3 separate regions of the Mus musculus genome follow, and regions 1 and 3 are each linked to region 2. Evidence: chromatin contacts called from public HiChIP or PLAC-seq data. All regions are on one chromosome and are shown on one strand. The core of a region is the stretch at or near the end of the contact, and the rest is flanking DNA. Distances in the headings are between cores, read along the strand shown.

Region 1 (4,468 bases), core at 116-2,615, 1.0 Mb before region 2:
TGATACAGTGCACCAATAATGCACCAGTCCTGTGACAGATCTGACCAAGTCCAAATTAGGTAAGAAAAGAAGAGGGCATCCTGGCTTCCGCAACCCTCCTCCCTTCATGAGAGCACTAATGTCAGCACACGTATCACACTTCGTAACTCATAACTCACTTTTAGAAAAGTCCAAACCCCACTCTTGCTCCAGAATAAGAAGTTTTTAAACTTCTAGCTCCCCTTTTAATGTGCTGGCCAGAGAACAGTCTCCTGACTTTCCCACAGTGTTTGGTTATTTGCAAATAGTATCGAATAGAAATAAAAGGAACCTACAGACTCAATCAGCAATAGCTGGAATAACCCTTGTGCCACTTGCTCAGAATAGACTAGAAGGAATTTCTCACCCATCCGCAGCACCCAGCACAATAGGTTATATATAGCTATGGCACCACATGCCAAAATCCATGCCACCCATTCCTCTGACACATGACTTGACTCCTTCATAGTGAATGTAGGAATGTAGTCAGCCAGGCGATGGGTCAAGATTCCCAGGCAACTATCTAGGAGAAACAATTCTTAAAGGGGCACCAAGTATTGCTGGTGCCAGTCAGCCATCCTCCTGCCTGTCTAGAAAAGGAAAGGGAGTTGGTACAGTTCCCAAAGAAGCAGACGAGCTCTGAAGGGAAAAGAAATCACCTCCCCTGATCAATATTCTGGCAATGTGCACATGAAACCCTTATTTAAAATTCTAAAACTAAATAATGCATAGTAAGATGCAACTTTCTAGAATCTATAAGTTATTTCATGCCTTTTATTTTACCACCAGTTGCTTAACCTGACCAAAACCATATGAGCACACAAACTGTAGAATAAAAAGCTATGTGTATGTGTTTGCACATGCAAGTGTGTGTGTGTGTGTGTATGTGTGCATTTGTCTGTGTGTGTGCATGTATGTGTATGTACCCACTTTTCCAAACTTGGACTTTGTTTTGAGCACCTAATCAAAGATTTGATTGAAGAAAAAATAAGTAATTCTGAACTATGTGCTCTCTAGTAATAGAAAAATGTGCTTTCCTCTGTCATTCTGCACAGATATTAAACAACTATTTACAGAATAATTAGTCTAGAGATCTAATACTTAGCTTCTTAGCAATTGCCTGTTTGCTGGAAATTTATATAAAAGAAGCTGAAGGTTGTGGGTAGCCTGCTAATTTAATGCAGTCGAATCTAGGGGATTAGAGACTTCAAAAAGTAATTAGCTGAATGACTGCCTCCCTGCAGGAACTGTTTGTATTTTAAAAGCTCCAGGAGAACTGACCTGTTGGAGGCCCTGTAGGAATGTCTTTAACAAGGTGAATTGGAAGCACAGTCTGGGGCGCTTGGCCAGCCTAACTGATGCATGTAGGAAATGAGTCTAGACTCAACTGCCCATGTGACTGAAGCAGATGGCAACTAGAAACTGGTTTCAACTCTCATGACTAAACCGCTTGGTAGATACACATTTGCTACCCAGAGAAAACTAAATAAGAAATAAGAAAATCCTTTTTTAGGATACAAACAATCCTTTCTCGATCAGCTTTTTATCTATGCACTCATCCATCTTAAGAACAAACACACAAAATATTTTTATTTGCCACTGAGAGTATTAATGGGAGACACAATATTTCATGCCACAGGTAGAATTTTTAAACACTTAGCATGACAATGATTAATTAAGCTCAGATAGGAGCAAAGATTCATAGGGAATTATAGTAACCCAACAAATACTGTTTAATTTCAAGCTATTTTCTGTTTTGAGAGAGAGAAAAGTGCTGGTTGGCAGGAAACTGAATTTAGAGGTGGAAAGGTTAGAAGATGGATGAAGATACTGAAGAAAATATGTGTAAAAGACAGATTCCATCCCACCCACACAGGATACCATAGAGCACACCAGCATGACATTCTTCAGCAGGGAAGGCTGAGTCTGGGCATCCTCATGCCCTTAGGCTGACATAGCCCTGTGGTCCCTACTTGCAGCGGAGTCTTACTTGCATTTCTGCTTGTTTCAGCCTCTTCCCTGGTGTAGACCTTTGTTATCTGACTTCCAGATTCCGCTCTTATATTTCCAAGTATTTCACCTTGGAACAATGGGACCTTGACATGAATGATCCCCTAGAAGGATAAGATAATAAAAGATCTACTAACCTACACAGGTTCAAGGCTTCAGATTCAGACGTTGCCTTTAATACACCTCCTATCCCTTGGTAGCCATGTCTAGGAACAGAGAGGACCTTGGGATTGTAAAGGTAGAAGAATACAGAAAATTTGTTGACGTGATCAAGACAAGCCTTTAGACGTTTGCCTGGAAAGTTATCATGTGCCACTATCGTGTATCTAGAGATAAATGAGCTGCTGCACCTCACTTCTTATGATATCATTTCACAACAGGACACTCTTTCCTACGTCTTGACAATTTTTATCACTAACAGAATGTAGCAAGCTAGCTTCAATCCCAGAAGACTCGTTTCTTTCTGTGCATGTTCTTCTTAACTAAATGGTAGGCACATCTCATAGTTCTCTTTATAGTTAGTGGCTACCAATTAACTTGTGACTGAAAACATTATCAACTTCACTTTCACAAACTGACAACTAAAAAAGTAATTCTCATAGATAAAACAATTCAGGTTTACTTTTCAATATTACCCATTGCTTTCTTGGTTTAAAATCTCCCTTGGTCCTATGTGGATTTCATTCATTTAAACCTTTCCCTATGAGAGAAGTTGTTGTCCAGCAGGCTCGCTCAGATGATTAGATTAACAGATGTCTCTAAAAATAACAAACTGGGGATGGTTTAAAAATACCCTTTGAACAACAATGTTTTAAAAAGATACTCAAACTGTCCCCAGTTCAACCCATAATTATAAAAAGACAGTTCAAAACTTGCAGGACAATGAACCAAGGAAGTAACTTCTGCTATCTAATCAGTTAAAAATAGTAAAAGTCCATCGTCACAGCAAAAAATAAACATAGAAGTTTGGGTTTTTTTGGTCACACAATCCTTTCAGGCCTAGGCAGAAAGAGAAAGCAGAGCCCTTAAGGTCATGACAACGTGAGTACCAGCAGCGACTTCTTTGGCTAACTGGTTCAGAGCTCCTACACTGTGTTCTGGAGAGTACAGAGGATAAAGAGGGCGGCCTCAGAAGTGAGCGGAAGCGGACAGTGAATCTTCAAACGTATTGACACATACGATATTTCCCCTCAGAGCTGGTTGTACTAACACAGGAAAGTGATACTCTCCTCTCACCATACAGCCATCCCTGTGACCTTCAGGATCACTGGCAGGACAAAAAGACGTGGACGACATTACGTTTATGTTGCCCAGTACTCACTCGACTTAGTCTTCCATGTAGCTAGTGACCTTAGAGACGCAGCCATCTTTAAAAAAAAAAAAAAGTCTTCCAAACCAGGAATATAAATCACTTTCCTTTTTCTTTCTTTCTTTTTTAAAGATGTGTTCTTTATTTACATTTCAAATGTTATCCCCTTTCCTGGTTTCCCCTCCGAAAACCCCCTATCCCGTTCCTCTTCCCACTGCTCACCAACCCACCCACTCCAGCTTCCACACCCTGGCATTCCCCTATACTGAGGCATAGAACCTTCACAGGACCAAGGGCCTCTCCTCCCATTGATGTCCAATAAGGCCATCCTCTGCTACATATGTGGCTGGAGCCTTCTTTTTTTCTACCAAACACTCTTTCTAGTGTCTACTTTTTTCTTCGTCACTGAGAACAACTATAACGGACATAGGGAGGAAGGATGGTAGGTGGCATTTATGACTAACAGGGTATAAATCTGCATACAATGATTATCATTTTTACTGGTAGAATTACATGAATATGATGACAGCAATAAAATCGCCCCTGGAAAGGATGTTACTGTTATAATTAGCTCCAACTCACACAGTTCCCTGACCAGCCTGTCTTCCCAGAGGCAGGAAACCTGCTCTATGTGTCTTTGGGTCTGTTCACACCAACAGGACCCTGCCACACAGATGAACAATGTCCAAAAGATGTTTGCAGAGTCCAAATCACCTGAAGAAGATATGATACTTCACAAACCCGAGGGACCACCCTTAAAAATAAGGGCTAGTTTGTTACTCTTTGAGGTGCATCCACATTGATAGGCTTGGGCTGATGAATCCTCTTTTGTGTTTATGAGAAGAGGGCTGAGAAGCAAGAGGAAGGCCGTACATTTTCTTACACACTGGCAGCCACGAAGCTGGTGTTCTCCATGCCGCTCGCAAGAAAGCATAGAGCCATATGTCACCCGTCTGGGCTGACTGACGCTGAAGCAGACACCTTGTATACACCTGCTGCTACAGCTATAGAAACAAAGACACCTAGAATTGGGAAAGATAACCCACTACTAACATCACCCAGAGGTACCCAGAGAACTCTCATCCTTTGTTTTCATGCCCCAGAAAACAATTTGTTGCAATTTTATTTGTC
Region 2 (4,143 bases), core at 1,288-3,787:
GTGGGTCCTAGGTTCTTGGCTTTGCCCATGCCTGCTTTTACAAAACCAGAGCCTTTTTTTATCTTACACAGGGGCACTATTACTTTCCACGGGTACCAAGAGCGCTCCGGCTGAATCACACCCTTCCAGCGTTTGGTGTTATTGGGCTTTGGTTTTTCGCCCTTCTAATGATGTTTAGAAGTCTCGAGTGTTCCCTTCCTTCCCTCTGCCCTCTTTTCCCTTCTTCAGACACGGTCATTCTATGTATTCTAGGCTGGAACCCAGTTCATTATGTAGCTGAGGAAGTTCATTATGTAGCTGAGGAAGCTCTTGAACTGCTTCTTCTGCCTGTGATGGAAATTAAAAGTCTGTCCGTCTGTCCCACCAATCCCAGTTTTAGGGCCTGGTTCTATCCAGTCCTGGACAGAGAACCCAGGCTTTGTGTGTAGTAGGTAAGTACCCTACCAACTGAGCTGTTATCTATAGCTCTAGAGTATTATTTTAAAATTTCTTTTCCTCAAAGATTTATTTAAATTACTTTTACATTATGTGCACATGTGCATGCCTGTGTGTGGGTGAATGCATGTAAACGCAGGTGCTTGTAGAGGCCAGAGGCATCAGATGTGAGCTGCCTGATATGGGTACTGGGAACCAAACGCACAGACCACCAGTGAGTATCTTCAATTTCTCAAGGCCAGATAATGTTAAGCATCTTTCATATGCTTTCTCGCCAGCCACTGGGATGTCTTCTTGGTTAAATGTCTCCAGTCTTTTACAATTTCTAATTAAGGTTTTTTTCTTTTCTTTTTTCTTTTCTGAGACAGGGTTTCTCTGTGTAGCTCTGGCTGTCCTGGAACTCACTCTGTAGTCCAGGATGGCCTCAACTCAGAAGTCCACCTGCCTCTGCCTCCCAAGTGCTGGGATTAAAGGTGTGCGCCACCACTGCCTGGCAAGGTTTTTTCTTATTCTTGGGTTTGAAGAGTTTTTCATTTGTTCTGGCCACAGTCCTGTGGTAGCTACATTGTTAGAAAGTATTTTTCCTGTTGGGGAACTTTGGAAATTTCTGCATGAGCCGTTCATAGTCTGTGAAGGTAGATTCCAGGCATCTGTATATGAAGAAACACATTGTGTTACATCTAAACAACTTACTATTATTTAGCAGTAAGAATTAAATGGGCTCCCAAGCCAGGTGTTAGCATACTTGTTAGCATACTCAGGAAGGAAGCCCTCTTGTTAGCATACTCAGGAAGCTGAGGCAGGAGGATATTGACTTTAGGCCAGCCAGGGTTACATAAGCATACCCACTTCAAAACAACAAGAAAAACAAAAAGTAAAAAACAAAACCAAATAAAAAAATCCAGTACAACAAAACAAAACAAAACACAACACAACACCAAATAAATGAGCTACCAAGCTATAAAAACTCACAGAGGATCCTTAAAGAGTGTTAGTGAATAATTCCAACTAGAAACGATATTTTGGAAAGGGCAAAACCATAAACAAAGAGATCAGTGGGAACTCTCTGTCCTTAGCCCTACCTGGCCAGGAACACATGATACAGAACAGGGTAGCCATAACTTATTCTCTGTACTTTCTGTTCAATTTGCTGTGGATCTAAAACTCTTCTAATGAAAACTTTTCCGGGTGTCTCTAATGTGCCGCCAGGGTTGAAAACTACTAGCCTCGGTCTTTGCATACAGTTCTTTCCTAAAATTAGGTATCTACTGCTATTTTGTTGTTGTTGTTCAAAGGATGAGTTCAGTATGGAGTCTTTTTCTTCCTCTTTTTCTCTCCCTTGGCTGCTCCTTCTTCATCACCACCGTCGCCGCCCTGTAGCCCAGACAAGTCTCGACCTCATTTTGTAGCCAAGGATGACCTTGAACTCCAGCCTCCAGTTCTCTAGTGTCACGGTTACGTGAGGACTCCACTAGCAGCGGCTAGTATTTGATTTTTCAACGCCCATGAAATAAAAGTTTGACGGGAATAACTACGGAAGTACAAGTGACCACGAGCCGAAGGCAACTGTGTGGGAAGTCCTCGATGCTGGCTGCTTCCCGGGACTCCACGGTGGGCAGGCAGGAGGCACGAGTTCCCGCAGCCGTCCTGGTCCCATCTGCGCCGAGGCGATAACGCCCGGCTGCGCAGCGCTCGCCGAGTTCCCAGGCTCGCTGGGAAGCGTTCTGGTAAACCGCTGGCTTTAAAAGTCCGGAGGAGGGGGTGACCCGGGCACGCCGAGCGCCTGCGAGACGGTGGCCTCCGTTCCGCAGGACTCCGGAGCGGCTCGCGCCGGGCGAGACGGGCGGAGCGTGCGCGGAGCAGCTGCTGGCGGCGCGCGCGGATTGACAGCGCGGCGACTCGGGCGCCGGGAGGCCGGGCTGAGGAGAGCCGTAGCCGACCGCCGAAGGAGCCCGGCGCCCCCCGTCGTCGCCCCGTGCCGCGGGGTCCGGCCTCCGCAGCGCCCCAGGTGGCCGCGGGCAGGGCGGCCGGGAGGCGTTCGCTCCGCCTCCGCCGGCGCGGCCTTCACCAGCCTCCCCGCCCGGCGCTCGGCCGACCCTTCTCCTGCCCCCGCCCGGCTGGCGATGGACGCGGCGTCTCCCCGCTGCCGCCGACGGCCCCGCGCGGACCTGGCTCTGAACCGCAGGGTCTGAGGAGCCGCGTGCTGGGGTCGGGACCCGCGCTGGCTGCCGCCGCTCGGGGGAGCCTCTCGCTTCCTTGTCACCGGGTCCCCGCGGAGGAAGGGGAGGGACGAGACACGGCTTTTCCTGTGCCGCCTGCCTGGCTCGACCTGCGCGGCCTGCGGTTTCCTAGGAACTCGAGGGCCGCGGCCGGGCCAGGCTCTGCCCGCGGCCTGCTTGGAGCTGGACCGGAGCTGTTTGGTACGGCGAGCCAGGGTAAGAGCCTGCGGTCAGGGTAGGCGGGGGCGCTAGGCGCTGTCGGCAGGCTGGGCCTGCGCGAGGATCCGGGCCGCCGAGTCCAGCGGCGGGCGCGGAGCTGGACCCCAGCGCGGTGAGGTCGGTCTTCCGCCGTCGCCTCTGCGTATCGGGCCCTTTGTTCCCCTCTCCGGGCCTTACGGGGCTTGGCTTGTTGGCTTCGGAGCTCCGGCTACGCGCTCCTTGTCCTTGGTAAGGCTCAGCCGCCCGGCGGGGACCGGGGACGTCCCGCTGGGCCTCCGAGTTCCGGGAGACCCGCACCCCAGCCGCTCGGCGGCTTCCTCTTGAGCTCGCAGGTTTGCTGCTTCTCTAGAACTTCGCCCTCCGCCCGGAGGCAGGTAGCTAACTTAGCCAGGTTGGCTGTCAGCGTCGCGGCTCCGGCCTTGATCAGGCCGAGGACGATGGGGCAGCCCCGCCGGGCGCGGCCGATGGGTGCCCACCGCGACCCGCCTCTAGGTTCCCACACCGGCAGGTGGATTGCGTGGGACGCAACGCTGTCCTTTGGTCGGGCATCTAGAAGCTTTTGTAATGACTTGCCTGCCTAGACTACTTCTCAAAAAATTTTTTACATAAAAACTAACTGCCCCATCCTATGGGAGAAAGAATGTCTGCCTGTCTGTCCGTCTGCCTGGGGGGGGGTGGTAACCTGTTAGTTGTATTTACTTTAGCATCAAGCCCCCCCCCCAAAAAAAAAAAAGTTTTAAGAACATTTGCCTAGATTACCAGAAGTTCTTATCAGTATTTACTTCCGCATAGGTAGATTTCATATCTAATTACTGTTTGTATTTGGGCATATTTTAGGAGTAAGTTTGAGAATTCAAAACTCGTGAGAAGGGAAATTCAATCCGAAGAAGAATTGGATTGGAAAGTGGTCTTTAAAACTACTGGATCTGACCCGTATCTGAAGCTCCGATTTTTGGTGGAGTTTGGGGGGAGGTTGCAGGAAGAAGTTGACTGGTAAAAGAACTTTTTTGTACATGTTTTTTGCCTTTTGGCACAGACATTGGTGATAACAGTACTGGGATCCAAAACTTGTTTCATAGTGTTTGACCAAGACAGCTCTGGTTTCTAGTTAACTAGCAACCTAATCAGCATATATTCATTCCAGTGTTAAACTGTTTTGCCTTGAGGGTTTTTGCATTAAGCCCAGGAAGTAGACTGCTGCATATGTAGCATACTTTTTGAAGTAATACTTTGCAGTTTGGAAAGTTTTTTTTTGTTGTTTTGTTTTTGT
Region 3 (4,165 bases), core at 839-3,338, 1.0 Mb before region 2:
AGGAGGAGATGCGGCCCAGGCACCTGCCACATGGTAAACGTCAAGCAAAGTTCTACTGTGACTGTCACAAACTCATATGCAAAGTAAAACATGCAAGACCCTGATGTCCATTCCTTTGTAATACACTCATCGGTTGTAGCTTCATGTCTCCATCGCCAGACAGAAAAGTTCAAAATATATACTTCCTCAAACAATATATGTACTAATTATATATATATTTAATTATATATATATATATATATATATATATATATATTTAAAATTGAATGTGGCTGGACTTTTCCAAATAAATAAAGTTTCCACCTACTTTTCCAAAATTGGCATATTTCTCATTCTTCATAGCAAAGAGCATAGAAATTTAAAACGGATTCAGAATCAGAACCATTTTAAACCATGGGGAAGGAGACAGTCAAAAAAGGGTTCTTAAACTAAATGCAAGATCCAATGAGGTTGAAGTAATCTACAAACCCTGGTGGCTCTGGGGGCTGCACTGAGCTCAGCAAGATGCCGCCCGTGCCTTTTGTTTGTGTAGCAGAAGGTAGCATGGATTTAGTTTGATGCCAAAACAGTCTACCATTCTGGTTGTCTTAAAGCCTTGAAACCAGAGGTTCTCAGGCCTTGGATCCCCTTTCACAAGAGTCACATATCCGCACATCAGATAATTACGTTACAATTCATAACCTTAGCAAAATTCTAGTTATGAGGTAGCAATAAAATAATTTTATGGTCGGGGGTCGCCCACAACACGAGGAACTGTGTTAAAGGGTTGTAGCATTGGGAAGGGTGAGAACCTCTCCTGAGACCTTCTCTTCTCAGAGAATCCTAATGGTAGAGTTCAAAATCCTACAGTGTTTCCATATCAGAGGACTTGTTTGTCTGCACTGCTTGTCTATGCTACGCATAGCAACCAATATGAAGTTGCTGCTGACCTATAGAAACAGTGAATCCATGGGCTTCAGCCTCCACTGTTGTAAGTCGGCTGGATATGGGAACCAGAGGGCTGAGGATACAAGGAAGTGGATATATAAAAAGAGATTTATTTTATGTTAATAATTTTTTTTACTTCACCTCATTGAAGTTGGGTCACAAAATCAAATGCCAAACCTCTTCGCATGGAAGGAATTAAACATTCCTAGCACTGCTGAAAAAGCAAGGCGCGCTCCGCTGTCTGCGTTAGATCCATGACCCAACTGTAACAGAGTGTGCCAAATAAGTCTAACCACGAACCGAGACAGGGAAAGCAGGGCGCTCTGCCCACTGTGCCAGCACAAGAACCACGTGCGTAGCAGGTGAACAAGCTCCCCTGAGAACAAGACCAGGCCGCTACCTGTCATGCAAAACCCTGGATTTTCCAGTCCTCCTTGCTGTAATTCGCACTCCCTTCAAATGCATCTTGTCCAGGCTGGTTTGCTAAAACAGCTGGATGAATCTACAGGAATGCAGAGAGCGAGGGAACTGCCACGCCTGGCTTCCCCAGCCCTCTCTTCCTTTCTCCCTTCATCCTTTGGAATTTTGATTAGATTATGACAATTTGGCTCGTTCCAGGAGCAAACACTGCATCTTCTGGCTTTTCTAGTTTGAAAAACAGATGGTCCCTTCACTGGGCCCAGGGGAAAAGGAAAACAACTTGTTATCAAGAATTTCCTTTGGCTTCTGCTTTGCAGTTTCTAGTTTCCCAACATGCAATTCCTTGACGAGCTGGTGCGCTTGTGGGCTAGAGCCAGTGTGAGCATCCAGGAAGCAGATCTGTAGCAACTTTTGTCTCCCCTTGCCCATTCTCCCAGCCCAATCCTCATCCCTGGCCCAGTGCCTTCAGAAGTCAGAGCAATAGAACCCTAACCTGTTATTTATGTTACTCGAAATCACTGTTTCGAAACTCAATGTAAATTAAGCTACGGGTCAACCTCAGAGAAAATTAATACAGAGTAAACTATTTTCTATACTGCAGTTCCAAAACCCCAAAGGGGTTTTTATTTGAGCAAAAATATACATGCTTAAAGGAGCTCCTTGGCCCAACTTGAATCGCTCTGAGTGAGACAGAGTCCAGTTTGAACTGGATTTTCCTTTGTAATCTCTGTGGCATTCCAAACATTTCTACACATCAGGATTACATCATATTCCCCCCTCCCTCCTCCCCCTTCAATACAAACAGCCATTATACCCCATTTTCATGACCTTCGGGTTCCCAGTATCAAATTACCCAGCTGGTAATTTCTATCTCCCTTGGTTGCTAAGAGATGGCGATGGTCCAGACCAAACTAATATTCCTGAACGCTGAACCTCAAGTTGCCATAGGAGTGAATGAAACTCAGCCGGAGCACAAAAGGGCTCACCATTTGGCAGCCAGGCTGTGTGTCTTTCACAGCTGCAGGAGACAGTTGGTCCAGAGAACCTTTCTGCCATCTCCCTGCCAAGTCACTGCCACGTTCTCAAGCGGTTGACACAATGGCTTTCAGCAGAAGAGCTGCCATTTACATTACAGAGATCAGTCTGCTGTCCCACCGTCTCTTCTGAATTAAGTTTCATGGTTCCATAGCTAAAGCCCCCCCCACTCCGATACAACAAGCCCTTTTAATGACAACAGTCACAGAGAAGGCACTTGTAGGAAATGCTAGTGTATCTCTCCTCCTTGTGGCCTGGCCTGCTTGTCTGCTCAGGCTCTTACTCCCCAAGCTGCTACTCTGGGGCTCTCAGATGAGCCCTTCCTGGGTATTGTCCCACCATGGCCACATCTCCCCTGGGAGCTTTCCACACTGGGAAAGCTTTTCCTGGCTGCTCTCTGGAGAGGATCCAAAGCTGGAGGGAGACACCTCAGGGCTCCTGATTAAAAGCCCTCGCCTCTACGGTAGATGCTCGAGGATAATTTGGCTAATCGGTCAGCTTGATCTGGTTTCAGATTCCTCTGACATTTTCTCATCCTCAACAAACCTTCAGAATGCAGAATTCAGAACCCCAGGTCCAGGATGGACTGCCTAGGGACCTGTGACAAACGTCAAACGTCACATTTCTTGTAAGAACAAAGGTTTCTAAGCTTTATGCTTTGAAGGCTCATTTTTCAAGTTAGAGCTCATAATTTGTTAGCCCAGGTCATACCCCAGGATTCCTAACACTCTGCAATATCTGTGTTTCCAAACAGAGTCCTGCAACAGCATGCCCAGCTTTAACTTTAGCCAATCCAGTCAGGTAGCAATGTCAGCAGGATCCCGTAAAATGGAGAAGAAAGACACAGATAATGAAATAAACTAGGAAGACACTTCATACCTTGGACAGAGGTGCCTGTGTCAATTAACACTAATTATTCAATCAAGACATTTGCCCTAGTGGGAGGCACAGACTCCATTCACCCCAATTAAGCCAGTGGATGCTGAAAGGATTTACAGGAAAAGCAAAGGAAGGTAGAATATATTCAGCAGTCGAGAGGCACGGGGATGTGAATCCGTCCTAGCTCGTGGCCGTGACCTTGGAATTCCCTGTTGACGTGTAAGACAACCCAAGAAAGGTTGTGCATGATAATCTGCAGTTTAGGACATCTGAGTTCTGCTGCAGCATGCGTTACCGTATACCCTCACCAGCAGACTGCAGGGCCAGTCACGGGTCAAATAACTTCTGCTTTCTTTAAGCCCTTCGATAATTAGAACCACAGAGATAATGGGATTTAGCCTAGCTTGTGGAACTATGTGTTAATTGCAATGATAATTTTCATGACTATGGACCAATCCATTTATTACTTTTAAATTCTGAAATTTTTAAATGAACCAACAATATATTACTTTGAGTTTTAATTTGAAATATTTAATAGCTATTAGCCCAGATTTTAGAAAAGGGGAAAATTTTGTAATATGTAAGAACCTGGCTTATCATAATTGTGCACTTAAAATACTTTCCAAACTAGCCTCAGCCTGTAAAGAGATTTTCTTGCACTTTGAAGTCTATTCTGTTATCTGAAATGGTTAGATAAGTGTCTCGGGGAATTTGAGTGAATTTGGAATAGTATTAGATTATGAACCAACTGAACATTAGCCAAAAAGAAGCGAATGGATGGCTGTAAATACTCTGATTTTCATAGGAAGCTTGCTAGGTTTAAAGGTGTGTGTGCGTGTGTGTGTGTGTGTGTGTGTGTGTGTGTGTGTGTGTGTGTGTGTGTGAGAGAGAGAGAGAGAGAGAG

The links. HiChIP or PLAC-seq counts read pairs in DNA pulled down with a chosen protein or histone mark.
Region 1: an H3K4me3 HiChIP or PLAC-seq map of embryonic limb bud shows a contact between it and region 2, with 4 times the contacts expected there. The contact joins the enhancer-like site here to the promoter of Hectd1 in region 2. A contact is called at or near these places in 2 of 39 promoter capture datasets (cranial neural crest and second pharyngeal arch cranial neural crest), 1 of 484 Hi-C or Micro-C datasets (embryonic fibroblasts), 3 of 115 datasets of contacts at active chromatin or transcription factors (embryonic limb bud and stem cell-derived neural progenitor cells) and 1 of 9 other capture datasets (embryonic stem cells).
Region 3: a contact with region 2 is called in an H3K4me3 HiChIP or PLAC-seq map of embryonic forebrain, with 6 times the contacts expected there. The contact joins the enhancer-like site here to the promoter of Hectd1 in region 2. A contact is called at or near these places in 2 of 39 promoter capture datasets (cranial neural crest and frontonasal cranial neural crest), 4 of 484 Hi-C or Micro-C datasets (CD8 T cells, cortical neurons and muscle stem cells) and 5 of 115 datasets of contacts at active chromatin or transcription factors (astrocytes, embryonic forebrain, embryonic hindbrain and 2 more).

What each region holds. Positions count from the first base shown.
Region 1 is chr12:52,873,173-52,877,640 of GRCm38.p6, reverse strand. The region is part of intron 2 of Akap6 (A kinase (PRKA) anchor protein 6); the gene reads right to left. Among named protein-coding and RNA genes, the nearest start is that of Gm51971, 77 kb to the right of the region's middle. Within about 2 kb of position 1,365, at least 8 of the 459 cell types and tissues checked have an H3K27ac peak or open chromatin away from gene starts, as enhancers often do. A contact at or near this core is called in embryonic limb bud, where this site is marked.
Region 2 is chr12:51,827,930-51,832,072 of GRCm38.p6, reverse strand. It overlaps Hectd1 (HECT domain E3 ubiquitin protein ligase 1), which reads left to right and starts at 2,537. Exons shown (of 43, transcript NM_144788.2): 1 at 2,537-2,870. Gm5785 reads right to left here and starts at 3,888. Exons shown (of 4, transcript XM_011244243.2): 1 at 3,805-3,888; 2 at 2,844-3,218; 3 at 1,518-2,783; 4 at 1-1,085. The coding sequence starts at 3,888. The coding sequence ends at 1,932.
Region 3 is chr12:52,833,559-52,837,723 of GRCm38.p6, reverse strand. All of the region lies in intron 2 of Akap6 (A kinase (PRKA) anchor protein 6), which reads right to left. Among named protein-coding and RNA genes, the nearest start is that of Gm51971, 37 kb to the right of the region's middle. Within about 2 kb of position 2,088, at least 125 of the 459 cell types and tissues checked have an H3K27ac peak or open chromatin away from gene starts, as enhancers often do. A contact at or near this core is called in astrocytes, cortical neurons, embryonic forebrain and 2 more, where this site is marked.